Regions from separate parts of the Zea mays genome. Here region 1 is linked to region 2. The links are chromatin contacts, called in public Hi-C maps. All regions are on one chromosome and are shown on one strand. Each heading gives the region's core, a stretch centred on a gene start, on an enhancer-like site or on the middle of the called end of the contact. The rest is flanking DNA. Distances are from core to core; before and after follow the strand shown.

Region 1 (7,576 bases), core at 4,310-6,809, 310 kb before region 2:
GTTTTAGTTGTCGCTGGATAATGTAAAATTGCACTATCCAGCGACAACTAAAAAGAAACGGAGGAAGTATGTGTTTGTGTCGGTAGCCGTAGCAAAAAAGCAACGCCAGCGTTCGCCTGTCCTGTCCGGAGCCTCCCCGCCCGCCCCGGTAGCTGCAGCTTCTCGCGGCGAGCCCGCGCGTCGGGATTTTGGCATTTCGGAGAAGTGGTCTGGAGTTGGATTGGTAGGAGGACCACCGTGGGTGGGAGTGGGACGCCCTCCTTTCATGCTCGATCCAGTCATATCGACTAGTGGGCACGGACACCGCCCTCCCTCCATCCGTTCCTTCGCTCGCGACGCACTGCACGTGACCGTTATCGTCTCGTCCATTTTCCCACTTTCCCGTCTTTTCGTGGAGTTTCATTTAGGCAAAGCCGCAAAGGGTGCTGTTAACCTCCAATCTAGCTATCGGAGTTCACAGTTCCATTACCCAAAAGGAAAACGGAGAGAACTCACAGCTAGGTCGACGAGGATGCGTCTATAGACTGGGTACGGCACTGCTTGTCATTCGGTGAAACTGGACCGTGGGCCCAGTACCAGACGCAGCTACGCTGTGCAAGACGCCAAGGGCGGGCGCGCACACAGGCCCACTGCCCCCCCCCCCCCACCCACCCATCGCCAAACAGTGCAATCAGTGCCACCCATCGAACGCGGTGACACACAAACCGCTTGTCATTCACGGTCTAATCACCCAATCTTGCCGGCCTCTCCGATCAGATCAAGTACACAGTTCAAACGCTGCACCGGGCCTATGGTTTCACCTTTTGCGCAGATGCCAGCCCACCTGACTGACTCCGCAATGCAGTTAAAAGGAAAAGGCTGTTCCCGATCAAACGTAGCTTTGCTTATCGACGCCGTCCACCCTACAACCCAAGGAAACCCTGTGATGGGATCTCTGCTGTTGCACGGACACACTGCAGTAGGCAGGCAGCACATTGCACATATGTTCTGCTCCAGCTCCATGATTCCATCCGTATCTGTGTCGTTCGTTACCTTCGGTTATCAGTTATCTCGCATAAATACAACAGCACAACGGTTCAACAAAACTCTGCAATCTCGCTAGACTTGCGACAGTACACGGACTACACCACTTCCTGAATAACTGTAGCATTTAAGGGAAAAAAGGGGGAAGGCCACAATACTACAAGGGCAAGGAAACCGCTGATGGCACAACAAACCAGCAAAGCCAGGCCTGGAAGTGTTTTACACAATGCGCGTAGGCATGGCGGCTTCTGGCCACGGAGAATCATTGGGAAGATGAGCTACCATATTGCCATGGGCTGAACTTGACTGAAGTGACATCTGTCTCGTCGGTGACATCGGAGCGGTCTATGGCAGCCCGGTGCTCTGTGTATTTGCCGTTGTATTCATAAATTTCCAGGTCACCCCACGGTGTAGGGGAGACCACATCTGTCAGGTTGAACCATCTAGGAGTAAATTGCTCGCCCTTGGCCTCTCGAGTTCGTTTCTCAGCTCTCTGTTGTTCCTCGAGCCTGAAAGTTTGCAGAAACTCGGGGGTGGTGTCAAAACTGAAGGCAGGCAAACAGGCCATTCGAAATTCCAATATATAATCATAAAAGCAGAGAATGGGGAAAGTACCTGCTCTTCTCTGCCCCGGACTTAGACATGTCACCCTTCTCGAGGGCATATCTATCAGGCCTCAGCCGTGAATCAGATGCCAACAGCTTCTTAGGTGCCGTGTCGAAGCTGTTTATTTTGTGTGCGAAGTGTGTGTACTGATACTTGTCGCCCTGTGGGGCAGGAGCAACTCTCCAGATCTGCAGTCAATCAAGTATGACCAGTTCAGTGCATCAGTCATCCGCAAATATGTGACCACCATTGCATCTTATGGGTATATATATAACACACGTTATCCATAGTAGCAGAAAGTGAAAGAAAGTACGACCTCCTTCAGCTCCGTGCCTGGAAGAGGATCGCCTTCTTGGTCACATGGTTGGCAACTCAGGGACTTGTTCCACTTCCCTGTAATCATGATTTTGGGTTCTTCCGCTGCACTGTACACATACCCATCCACCTCGTAACGGCCAGCCCTGAAATGTTAGGGTAAATTGAGACAAGCCTAGACAAAGCAATAAACACTGGACTGAGAGAACTATAAGACAATAAAATTTTTGAATTAACTGCACAACCCTTCCAGCAAACAGTAAATGCATAAAAGCAAGTTACTACTGAAAAACTGAATAATTTGGCAACAGGAGCTGTCAACGGACAAGAAATGCAAGAATAAATTGATGGCCAATATCATACCCAAACCAGCCGCATGGCTGGAAATATAGCACAACTTTGTCTCCAGTTGTCAGGTTCGTCATGACCATCTCTCCAGGAGAATCAACCCAAGTGCGCCCAAATATCAGGTTGTTAACCTTTGTTAGTGGTGGCACCAAATCCAACACGACACCAGATTTTTTTAGTGTCACTCGAGTCCTGTGACATGGAAATTATATTAGAGGGGTTAGATTTACTGATTTATACAAGTGGTCCCAACGCAGCCTTCAAAATGGTTTCCATTTTATTCCATTAGCTCAAATGGGTCAAAAATATTAAGGCACGCAGATCTCCAAGAAACAAATACAATTCTAATAATTCACCTTCCAACTGGGTAAATTTCCACTGAATTTCCCAAAAACTTGGTCTTCAACTTAGACGTGATATCGTAAGTAAAATGTTCATTCTCGCAGTGAGCAACACCCATTGGGGGATGATGGCTTACCTGACAAAATAAGGGTATGCATAATTAGCAAAATTTGTTGACAAAGCTGTCTCCATTCAAGATATCTGCAATGACATTCATATCACCAACCTGCTCAGCAAGAAATGTAATGCCCTGGTGGTTAACCATCTCATAAGTCTCTCCAAGGATCGGATTAAAAGGCTTCCATGTGCGTTGATATGCAAAGTACACAGAAACAGCCCATGTAGCTGAAAAATGGATTAACAGTTCAGGCAACCATGATATGGCATAGAATGGTGTGCAAGGGAAGGGAAGCAGAAAACTTACAAGCATAAACCATACACATGTATGGATCCTCACATTCATCTGCTTTGTCTAACAATTCACAGTATTCCATCAACTGCACTCAGCAGGAACAGGTAAAAACATTAGCATGAATCATCACATTAAATATAGAGAGAAGTTATTTTATGTATGGGACTCAGTACAGAATAAGAATATACTTGAATCACATAATGGGTGACTAAATCAAAACTTCTAACTCCATCCAATGACAGGGTCGCATTAAATTATTTAGCTCCATTTTTTTATTACTGGACTCATGGCATTACAATTAACCTAATTTCTACAGCAGAACACAGAAACATGAAGTCAAGAGTTTGCCAATTGCCATACAAATAATTGCTACTAAACCATAAGATAGCTTGTAAGATCTTCTAGCCTTATACATAAGTAAATATTTGGTGAACAGGAAAATTGCTACAGCACTGTATACGGTTTGTGCATAAAATGTTTTTTTCAAGCCGTCGAGAATCAAACAATTGCAGACACATCCTTCAGTTGTAGATGGGCAGTGTAAATCTCAAGAAGTCTAATTCAGAACATAATACAAAGTACAAACCTCGGCCATTTTCTGAAGCATTGTCATTGGCTCAAAAATTATGACTGGAAGTGTCACAAGTGATGTAACATCTGATCCTATGTATTTGTGCATCATCTTCCAGTAGCTATCACGGTCCTGCAAATTAACCACACATGATTGTTAAAGATCGTGATCCTGAATCAGGTCAGAACTCCAAGTGTAGGATAGTAAATAGTTGGATCATAACTACTACGATAAAAAAATCTTAGATTCTAGTATAGACTTCGATATCCATGTTAGTGCCAAATTATATTTGTCAAAAGGTACAGTATTTAAACCAACTTACTCGCTACTTCATGACCAACAAGCAAGCCTGCAAACGTCACAGGACTACTATAAACATGTGGTTGTGGGCATTTTTGTTTAGCCAATTTAAACGGCACACAGTGGCCTCCCATGTGGCATGTTTAAGAGTTCTGTGACATTCAAGGTATACAAGCAGAATATAGCTGTAAAAAATTTGAAACAAAAAAGGGGGAAATGAAACTTAAGGACCTAATTTGGCAGGAGACAATGTGCATTTTCAGCTTGGAGGTATCTTTTTAGTTCAGTAAGCTGATTTGAACACAAAAGTTTTACATGGAATTTATATTTGTTGATATTATCCAACTTCGCTCTGCGAGATTGAAAAAAAAATCACAAAATCAATTAATTTGTCATGAAGAGTGAATGTCCATGCAGAACACCCTCAATTTGGAAGTATTGTCAAATAAAATTTGTTCTCATGACTTTCTAGCAATACACTATTTGATGATGATTCAAATCTCCTTACCTCCTGCTTCCATCTCCCCTTCAAAGCTTCTTCTTCAGCATCATCTGTGCCTCCATCGGGGTTAATAACTTCAAGGCCTTCATAACCAAGCAGCCTACAGACATTGCATAACAGCAGATGGTAACTAACAGAAACCCGTCTTAATTACTAAAGACCAACATCTTTACATAGGAGGCCAATGCCAGCCCATTGACCACAAACATTCGTGAAAATTCAAGTCTACAAAGGCAAAACCTAAGTACAAAGTGGAACAAAAGTCTAAACTTAGGGAAAAGCAAAGATCCAACATATGTTGTGCTTATCAAAGGAAGACCATTTTGATATAGGACAAACTGTTCGCATCCAATTCAGTACAGATTACATCATAGAAACTCCGTATTGCACACGTCATACTGTGTACAGTTCAGAGCATCACGTGTAAGGACCTATCATTCAACCAATCATCCACTTTATTATCGCTCTAGGTGAGAATATATGGCTGCACATAAGTAGCAAATAAATCACTGTATCATAATTCGAGTGAATCATAACATATAGAGTTACTAGATAACGAAGCTTGGAACTTAAGCGGAAACAATCGACTCGGAGTTCAACAGGATCACCGGACGGAATCAGAAGCAGCTGGGATCCGATGCAGGAGCATCAGATCACGGGTTGGAGAGGCCACGATCAGCTCGGGCAGAGCTCTAACGGGTAGCTCGATGCGGATCTGAGGGGAGGAGCGGGGAGGTAGGAAGCAGGTGGCCGAAAACTCACCCGTTGACGGATTTATGCACGGCGGTGCCCCAGCTGCGCATGCCGGCGGCGAACGACGAGAAGAAGCCGCCTCCCGAGGATGCAGCCCCTCCGTCCTGGTCCTTGGATCCCATCGCCGGCGATCTGCGGGGTCGAGCGAGCCGCGGCGCAGCAGAGCGAGCCGCGCGCGTGGGAGATAAAGGCTTAGGGTTTGGGGAGGCGCCTACCTACGTATATGCGAAGGAAGAGGGGCGGAGCGGCGGCCGCGATGGCGATGGCGACGTCGCCGCGTGGAATACGAACGCGAGGAAGAATTTGGAACGGTCGCGGGAGGACTAGAGCACAAGGGCAGGACGGCGGGCGGGGTTGTTCAGGTCGAGTCGCCCAGAGATTCCAATCCAAGGCCAGGCAGGCAGTGGTGGACTGGTGGTATTAACGAAACGACCGGACGCGGCACAACGTGGGTGACGAGAATGACCACAATGCCCTCCTAAACTCCTTATCGTTTGATTTTGCCTCTATTTGACATAAGGCTATTTTGAGTCTATGGTATCTTGTTACAATATCCAAGCTGTTATATTATATAAAAGTATATAAAATACAACTATCTCAATCATAGTATCATAGATTGTTTTTATCCTCTATAAAATATTAAATACTAGCATATATGAGTGTATGATGTGTGGATTACTTGGATGATTTAAGTTTTGCTATAAGGTCTCGAGCTGAAACAGTATCTCCCTCGTGATATAGTTTTCTTATATTTTTCTCTTAACTCTCTTGTAGTGTTATCAAAAATGTTTATATGGCATGTATTAAACGAGTATGGTTTGGGAACAGCCTTAGACGATACACAATAATTCCTAAACATTTATTCATAAAATCATTACTTTTTTAATCACAAAAGGTATTAGGAGTACCGAAAAATAGGCCATGATAATGTGTTGCTTGCATGTCTCCGTCACACCCTTTGCTATAGCTAGGTTCAGACTGGACAGCGTGCCGGTGATGATCGTCATGACCTTGCGGAGGGTGGTATACGTCGATCTTTAGTAGTGGCGAAGGCAAATCAGAATGTTCGCTTCGGATTAAAATCAGTTGTTTGGATACATACAAAACACTGTAGAAACAGTAGAAGCCGTTTCAGATTAAAGCCAAGTGAATAGCTCGATGAACTTGACGGGCATGATGGGACACATCATGAATGGTGGGACACACGAGGCATACAAGTCCACGACGACGTCGGTGTGCTCGGCGTCGCCCTGCGTAAAGTAGCAAACCTCGACTCCGGCTCGGGCAGTGGGGCATTGTGTGCTGCATGGCCGCATGGGCGTGCATGCTGCAGCAAACATGATTGGCTCTTTGGTCTAGAAGGAGAGCTACCGCAGGCGGCACAAGTGCATGTATTTTTTTAGAGGGTTTGTTTTTTAAAGATTAAGAGATAAGGTTAAGAGTTGTTAGAGATTGTTGTTTTAAACCTTATAAAAATAAATTAGAGAAGTTTTTTGAAACTTCTTGGAGATGGATTTGGCATCCTTCATCTCAAGCTTCTTCATAATGTCTTGGTTGTACTTCGCTTGGTTAATGAAGGTGTTGTCTTGAGTTGCTTGATCTGTAATCCTAAGAAAAACTTTAACTCCTCCATCGTTGACATCTCAAATTTATTGACTATTATCCTACTAAACTCTTCATAAGATGATCGGTTAGTAGAACCAAAGATAATATCATCAACATAAATTTAACAAATAAATAGATCATCATCAACCGTCTTAGTGAAAGCGTATGATAGGCTTTTCTAATTTTAAATGAAATTGCAATAAGGGAATCTCTAAGGCATTCATATCGTGCTTCTAGGTGCTTGCTTAAGATCGTGGATCACCTTATTGAGCTTATAGACATGGTTAAGATACTTATCATCTTCAAAGTCATGAGTTTGCTCAACATAGACCTATTCATTGATTGGTCCATTGAGGAATACACTATTGACGTTCATTTGATACAACTTAAAATCGTGGTAAGTAGCATATGCTAATAATATTCGAATTGACCCAAGCTTAACTACGAGTGTAAAGATTTCATCAAAATGCAAAGCTTTGACTTTTGAATACCCCTTAGCCACAAGTTGTACCATGATCCTTGTCACCACACCATGTTCATCTTGCTTGTTGTCAAAGACTCACTTGATCCCTACAACATTTTGGTTAGGATGTGATACTAAGCTCCAAATCTCATTACTCTTGAAATTGTTGAGCTCTTCTTGCATGGCCACAACCTAATCTAGATCCTTAAGTGCATCTTCTATCCTAAAAGGCTCAAGAGAAGACATGAAAGAGCAATTTCACAAAAATTTGCTGTTCTAGAGCATGTAGTTACTCCCTTGTGAATATCTCCAAGGATCATGTCCATCGAATGATCT
Region 2 (6,835 bases), core at 488-2,987:
GGCCCGTTTGAATTTCGGGCCGGCCCATGGGCCTAGCCCTCGGCCCACGGCCTGACACGTAATTGCTTAAACGTGCGGGGCTTATTTCGGGCGACCCGAAATTCACATCATGGCACGAAATTCAGTTTTTGGCCCGAAATTCACATCACAGCCCTAAATTCAAAACAAATTTAATAAAACAAATAAAAAGATAAGACACATAAATTTGACCAAAAGCAAACTTAATATTTGTATTAAGTTACCAGAGCTATGCAATGACTAACTTGTTTACAAATCATTTTGTTAGAAGAAAAAAGAGTATAATCAGCTCTATACAAAGTTCGTAAGTTCAGTTTATTATCTAATGTTCATAACAAAAGTAAAATTACATCACATACTCTAATTCAAAGCTACAAAAAACATCTAAATAGCATTATCTCTAGCTTTGTGTTTTTTATCAAGTACATGAAAGTGTGGAATGAAGTGTGATTTTAATAAATATATGGCCTTTTCGTGCCTCTATATGAGCCATTTCGTGCCTGCCTTAAACGAGCCGTGCTCGTGCCCGCCCATGGGCCGCGACCTCGGACCAAACCCGGCCCGATATATCGGGTCGTGTCAGCCTGACACTAAATTATTTCGGGTCGTGCCATGCCTGGGTGTATTTTTTTTTGTGCTTCGGGCCGGCCCATCAGACCCGGCCCAAATATACACATATAGAGAGGATGGCTGATGGCCTGCGCTGCAGCCAGTCTTAGAGTCGGTGTGCAATAGCGACGACGACACCGAGAGTGCATTAGCTAGGTGATGGTCTTTCCATCGCTAGCCGTATTAGAGTAGATCAGGTCCCTAGGTTTATGGGGCGAGGAATGTTAACCAATAATCCAATGTATTGTTATGCATGCAATCATAATACAAGAAGTCCCCTCTTTGACCGGATTCACATAAGATCAATCCAACAGAGAGGTGGCCTGGACCTGTGAGCTGCAGTGTTCTAAACTCTGATCTCTAGTTCGTCCGTCTATCAGTTTACAGGAGAAAAACTGTTGAAATTAACCGCTGAGCACTCCAATCCTAGCCAAGTGTTAATAAGGTAGCGTTCGATCTGACGCGACAAGGAAATCTCAACAGACGACGCGACGGTTAATTTGCGGTCGTTCCTTGAGAAGAACACACAAGATCATATCACAACACTGCAGGGGGGGCGGGCGCGGGCTTCAGTCTGTAATACGTACGTTGGAGATAATTGGCTGGCTGCATCATCTCAGTAGTCTCAGTCATGAGTCATGATTCCTGAATCCTGACGAGGGTGCACTCAGATCGAACGGTTCAAAAAAAAAATGAGCGCGCTGGACGCCGGAGAAAATACATGTACGTCCGTCCAGAGCGAGAGCAAGCAGCTAGCGGGGCCATACGTCAAAAAGGGCGATTCCTTTGCCTGCACTCTAAAATCCAGGCGGACCCAACTCTTTGTACATGACCAGGCAAAAGCGGCCGCTGGCTGGCGCTAATAAGCCCCGCCTTTTTCTCCGTCTCCTGTCAACACCCTTTCGATCATCATCGTCACCTAATTCTCGCTCCGCCCCGGTTTTTTCTTGTCACTGGGAAAAAAAGGGAAAATATCATGTCGCCACCTAATAAATTGCAAGGAAGGAAGGAAGGAATGCAACCACCGTCGTCAGTACTGTACTGTCCTCCTCCTCCTCGCTATATAACCCTTCATTCCTGCCGCGTGTTGTAGCTATAGCTCTAGCTAGCTATCTTGCTGCGGCCGGCCATATATAACAACCGTACGTCCTCGATCTCTCGTCCGAGATCGATCTGCGTGCCAAGGGAAGGGAGATGGGGGCGGCGCCGCCATCGTCGTGGCTTGCGTTCATCCTGTTCTTCGGCACGTTGGTAGCGTTGCCGCAGTCGTCACACGGCGGCGGCACAACCAGACACTACACCTTCAACGTAAGTGCATTTCACTCATCAACCAATTAAGCAGCCGCCGTTCGTCCATGCATGCTGTGTGTTCTTATGTACGTATACTTGCTGGCTAGGACTAGGAGTACCCACATGCATGCATGCATGCACGCACGCACGCAGTGATTTAGCTATAGCTGCTAGTAGTTCTTGTTGTTGATGCATGGTCGTCTGTTCTTCCATCGTCTATATATGAAGGAAGTTTGGGACGACGGACGTGACAGGGTCTATATATCATCTGCCGTTTCGAATCATGTCATGTGTGGTGTGGGCTTGTGTGTGGCATATATGGCAGGTGACGATGAAGAAGGTGACGCGGCTGTGCACCACCCGCGCCATCCCGACGGTGAACGGCCAGTTCCCCGGCCCCAAGATAGTCACCAGGGAGGGCGACCGCGTCGTCGTCAAGGTGCTGAACAATGTCAAGGACAACGTTACCATCCACTGGTAAACTTTCTCTTCATGTATATAGTAATTAGTATACATATATATATAGCGATCTGCCCTGCAGCAACGACGACGAACTGCCATGTTTCTTTGCACCAACGACGCGACGAACTGCAGCAGTAACCTAGATCATCATTCGCAAAGCTGCCATGTTTCAACGGAGAAATCATCGTTTCGTACCTCTGTCTCGATCCTGCTGGTTGGTGTCAGCAACTAATTAATAACAAGCAGCGTCTACCACCTTTTTATTTGTTTCCTGGATGCGATCAGCAGCTAGCTCGCCATCCTTTCAGTTAGCAAAGGACCAAGTGGGCAGCAGCCTAGTTTCAGGTCTTTCAGGACGTGCCAATGCAATATAATGCAGCTGATATATATTTGCATGCCCGTACTGATGCTTTTGTGTGCCTTCCCTCTGGGTGCGTGCGATGCAAACTGCATATACGTACACGCGAACGAATTGAACAACAGGCACGGCGTTCGGCAGCTGCGCACGGGGTGGTCGGACGGGCCGGCGTACGTGACGCAGTGCCCCATCCAGACGGGGCAGAGCTTCGTGTACAACTTCACCATCACGGGGCAGCGGGGCACCCTGTTCTGGCACGCGCACGTCTCCTGGATGCGCGCCACGCTCTACGGGGCCATCGTCATCCTCCCCAAGCGCGGCGTGCCATACCCGCTCCCGGTTAAACCCTACAAGGACGTCCCAGTCATCTTCGGTGCTGCTGCTGCTGCTGCTCTGCTCTGCTTGTAGCCTGCCCTGTACTACTAGGATAATTAACGTGCGATGTGGCCGCAGGAGAGTGGTTCAACGCGGATCCAGAGACAATTGTCGCCCAGGCGCTTCAGACTGGAGCAGGCCCAAACGTGTCGGACGCCTTCACCATCAACGGGCTCCCGGGCCCTTTGTACAACTGCTCCAGCAAAGGTAAGACTCGGCCCGTTCAGCCAGGGCCCATTGAAAAGTTCAAGCTCACCGTCATGTGTCACATGTGTGCTGCTTCCATAGACACGTTCAAGCTGAAGGTGCTGCCCGGCAAATGGTACCTGCTCCGTCTCATCAACGCCGCGCTCAACGACGAGCTCTTCTTCTCCATCGCCAACCACACGCTCACCGTCGTCGACGTCGACGCCGCCTACGTCAAGCCGTTCCGCACGGACATCGTGCTCATCACGCCGGGCCAGACCACCAACGTGCTCCTGCGCGCCGAGCCCGACGCGGGGTGCCCCGCGGCCACGCACCTCATGCTGGCGCGCCCCTACGGCACGGGCCAGCCGGGCACCTTCGACAACACCACCGTCGCGGCCGTGCTCGAGTACGCGCCGCCGGGCCACATCAGGAGCCTCCCGCTCTTCCGGCCCTCGCTCCCCGCGCTCAACGACACGGCCTTCGCCGCGAACTACAGCGCCAGGCTCCGGAGCCTGGCAACCCCGGACTACCCGGCCAACGTGCCCCGCGCCGTGGACCGCTCCTTCTTCTTCGCCGTCGGGCTCGGCACCAACCCCTGCCCCGTCAACCAGACGTGCCAGGGGCCCAACGGGACCATGTTCACGGCGTCCATGAACAACGTGTCCTTCAACATGCCCACCACCGCGCTCCTGCAGGCGCACTACGGCAGCGTCGCCGGCGTGTACACGCCCGACTTCCCCGTCGCGCCGCTCGAGCCGTTCAACTACACGGGCACGCCGCCGAACAACACCAACGTCTCCCACGGGACCAAGGTGGTGGTGCTGGACTACAATACCAGCGTCGAGGTCGTGCTGCAGGCCACCAGCATCCTCGGCGCCGAGAGCCACCCGCTGCACCTCCACGGATTCGATTTCTTCGTCGTCGGCCAAGGCTTCGGCAACTACGACTCGTCCAAGGACCCACCCAAGTTCAACCTAGTCGACCCGGTGCAAAGGAACACCGTCGGCGTGCCGGCAGGGGGCTGGGTCGCCATCAGGTTCTTCGCGGATAATCCCGGTGCGTGAACAGCCAGCTAGCTAAAATTGCCGTCCAAATGACAAATCATTCCAGTATAGTCAAAGCATCTTAGGTTTTATTAAATTTTTATAACAAAAATTTGTATAAGAGGAGATTTAATCCCCTTCAATCTATATTAATCCATCTCTAACCGAACAAGCCCTAAAATTACATTGTGTGCTACTCCCTCCGTCCAAATAGCCAATTAATTGCAAGCGCCACTCAACAACTGGCTAGACACTCAATTCGTTTGTGCTTCTCGGGAAAAAATATATTGTTGTGCAGGTGTTTGGTTCATGCATTGCCATCTGGAGGTGCACACAAGCTGGGGGTTGAAGATGGCATGGGTGGTCAACGATGGCCCGTTGCCTGAGCAGAAGCTGATGCCGCCGCCGGCCGATCTTCCCAAGTGCTGAAGATCCACCGCGCGTTGACATTGTCCAACATTATGATTCGTTTCTACTGCATAAACATATCAATGGAGATACACATTGTCGTCGTACATATAGCGTCGTACACAGCGTTTAAAGAGGCTTTGTGGTTTCTCTATGCATTGTTTCTTCTTCATTCTTCTAAAGGTTTTAAAAGTTGTGTTTTGTGATAGGAAATCATTGTTTTACTTTCACATAGATTTTTTTTCATCTGGAGTAGTTTGAAATCCTTTGTTGCAATTCGAACTCAATAAATATGGTTTCAAAAAAAAACAAGTTGACCAAGTGAGATATTCTATGTTTACAAAGGAGTAAGATGGCTTAGTAATTGTTCATCTTGAAATTCAAAATCATTTGTTCGCAAAATAAATGGTAATTCAAACTTATCAATGTTGATGTGGTTTGGATGTGTAGTGACAAAACTTCTTAGGAAGATGTACTTGCGTTGAAAGATAAAATTATAGGAGAAACACATTGAAAACTAGGAGGCTCACTCTATTGAGGCCAAGCCTTATAAAGGATAAATGTCATTTTTTGGATTTATCCATTTTCAATCTTCATAATGGGGCTTGGGTTAGATTCTATGTGGACAAGTGATTTGAAAACCTGACCCTCAAAAGACAATATGCATCTCTATTTAACATTGCCAGGGGAAATTCTCCTCTAAGGGGGGGCACAGTGCTAGTCTGGAAATGTATAAGCATCTCGGCTTCCCGGAGAAATGGATTTCCTGGATTCAAGCCATCCTTCAGTCTAGTGCCTCGGCTGTGTTGCTGAATGAGGTGTTAGGTAAAAGTTTATTGTGCAAAAGAGGTGTCCGATAGGGGACCCTTTGTTTCCTCTCCTTTTCTTAGGGGACCCTTTGTTTCCTCTCCTTTTCTTAATCGTTGTTGATCTTCTTTAGTGCATCATTAATAAGGTACCCAATATGGGTGTTTTCGTTGTCCCCTTGAGAGGGACAACATGTCCGACTTCCCGATTATCCAATACGCTAATGACACTCTTATCATCATGAAGGCGTACCAAAGAGATTTGTTCTGTCTGAAAGGAATTTTCCACCCTTTCTTGCTTGCAACTGGGTTCAGAATCAACTTCCACAAGTCTTGTCTTCTGCCGATCAACCTCGACACCGTCAAAAACGGTCAGTTGGCTGCAATGTTTGGTTGCCAAGTTGGTGCTTCCTCTTTCACCTACTTGGGTTTGCCTATGGATCACACAAAGTCGAAAATTAAAGATTATCTTCCTTTCATTTCTAAAATTGATAGAAGGTTGAATGCCACCAATACTTGGCTGTCTATGGCTGGGAGACTCACGCTTGTCAACTCCACCTTTTCGGCGATGTCTATTTTTCGCTATGTGCACCCTTAAGCTGCTGATTGTCGTGATCAATATCATTGACCGCATCGGAAGGGATTGTCTTTGGAGAGAAAACAATGAATCTGATTATCGAAACTCTCTTATTGCATGGGACAAGGTAACTCGTTCGAAGAACAAAGGTGGTCTTGGTGTTCTCAACTTGAAGATCCAGAACATAACTCTATTTCATAAGTTTCTACATAAATTCTACGGTAGGCATGACATCCCCTGGGTTGATCTTGTCTGAACTCATATTATGCCTAGGTCGGATCCCTCACGCTTCTCAGGTGAAAGTTTCATTCTGGTGGAAAGACGTTATAACATTGGTCTATTACAGGGGTCATTCTATGCCCTAGGTTGGTGATGGTAGGACCATCCTCCTGTGGCACGATGTCTGGAATCACCTTACGGGGCTAGGATATCACAAAGGGATTTAGTATTTTACAATACCCTTAAATCCACTCATAACCAAATAAGGCCTTACGGGTCAAAAACCCTTCAATAAAATGTGTTCTTATCTAAGCTACCAAATCTGGCTTATTCGATTCTAGAATCACCTTAGCTGGTTTCTGCATACCCATGATATAAAACTTTCTAAAAAATCATAATTAATTTATCTGTATTCTTAATGAGATAATTAATATATATTCTAATCAAGTTAATGGGAGAAAATGCAGTGTTGTAATTTGTT

Evidence for each region. Hi-C and Micro-C count contacts between places; a contact is called where the count stands out from the background.
Region 1: a contact with region 2 is called in a Hi-C map of ear, with 1.7 times the contacts expected there. The contact joins the promoter of LOC100285774 here to the promoter of LOC100193025 in region 2. A contact is called at or near these places in 2 of 25 Hi-C or Micro-C datasets (bundle sheath and ear).

The regions. Positions count from the first base shown.
Region 1 is chr1:40,170,240-40,177,815 of Zm-B73-REFERENCE-NAM-5.0, reverse strand. It overlaps LOC100285774, which reads right to left and starts at 5,559. Exons shown (of 10, transcript NM_001158664.2): 1 at 5,182-5,559; 2 at 4,426-4,519; 3 at 3,633-3,749; 4 at 3,059-3,131; 5 at 2,861-2,979; 6 at 2,649-2,770; 7 at 2,308-2,484; 8 at 1,946-2,090; 9 at 1,639-1,817; 10 at 1,034-1,532. The coding sequence starts at 5,294. The coding sequence ends at 1,286.
Region 2 is chr1:39,859,566-39,866,400 of Zm-B73-REFERENCE-NAM-5.0, reverse strand. LOC100193025 (putative laccase family protein) reads left to right here and starts at 1,737. Exons shown (of 6, transcript NM_001138193.1): 1 at 1,737-1,935; 2 at 2,243-2,394; 3 at 2,863-3,110; 4 at 3,191-3,319; 5 at 3,401-4,357; 6 at 4,643-4,904. The coding sequence starts at 1,822. The coding sequence ends at 4,773.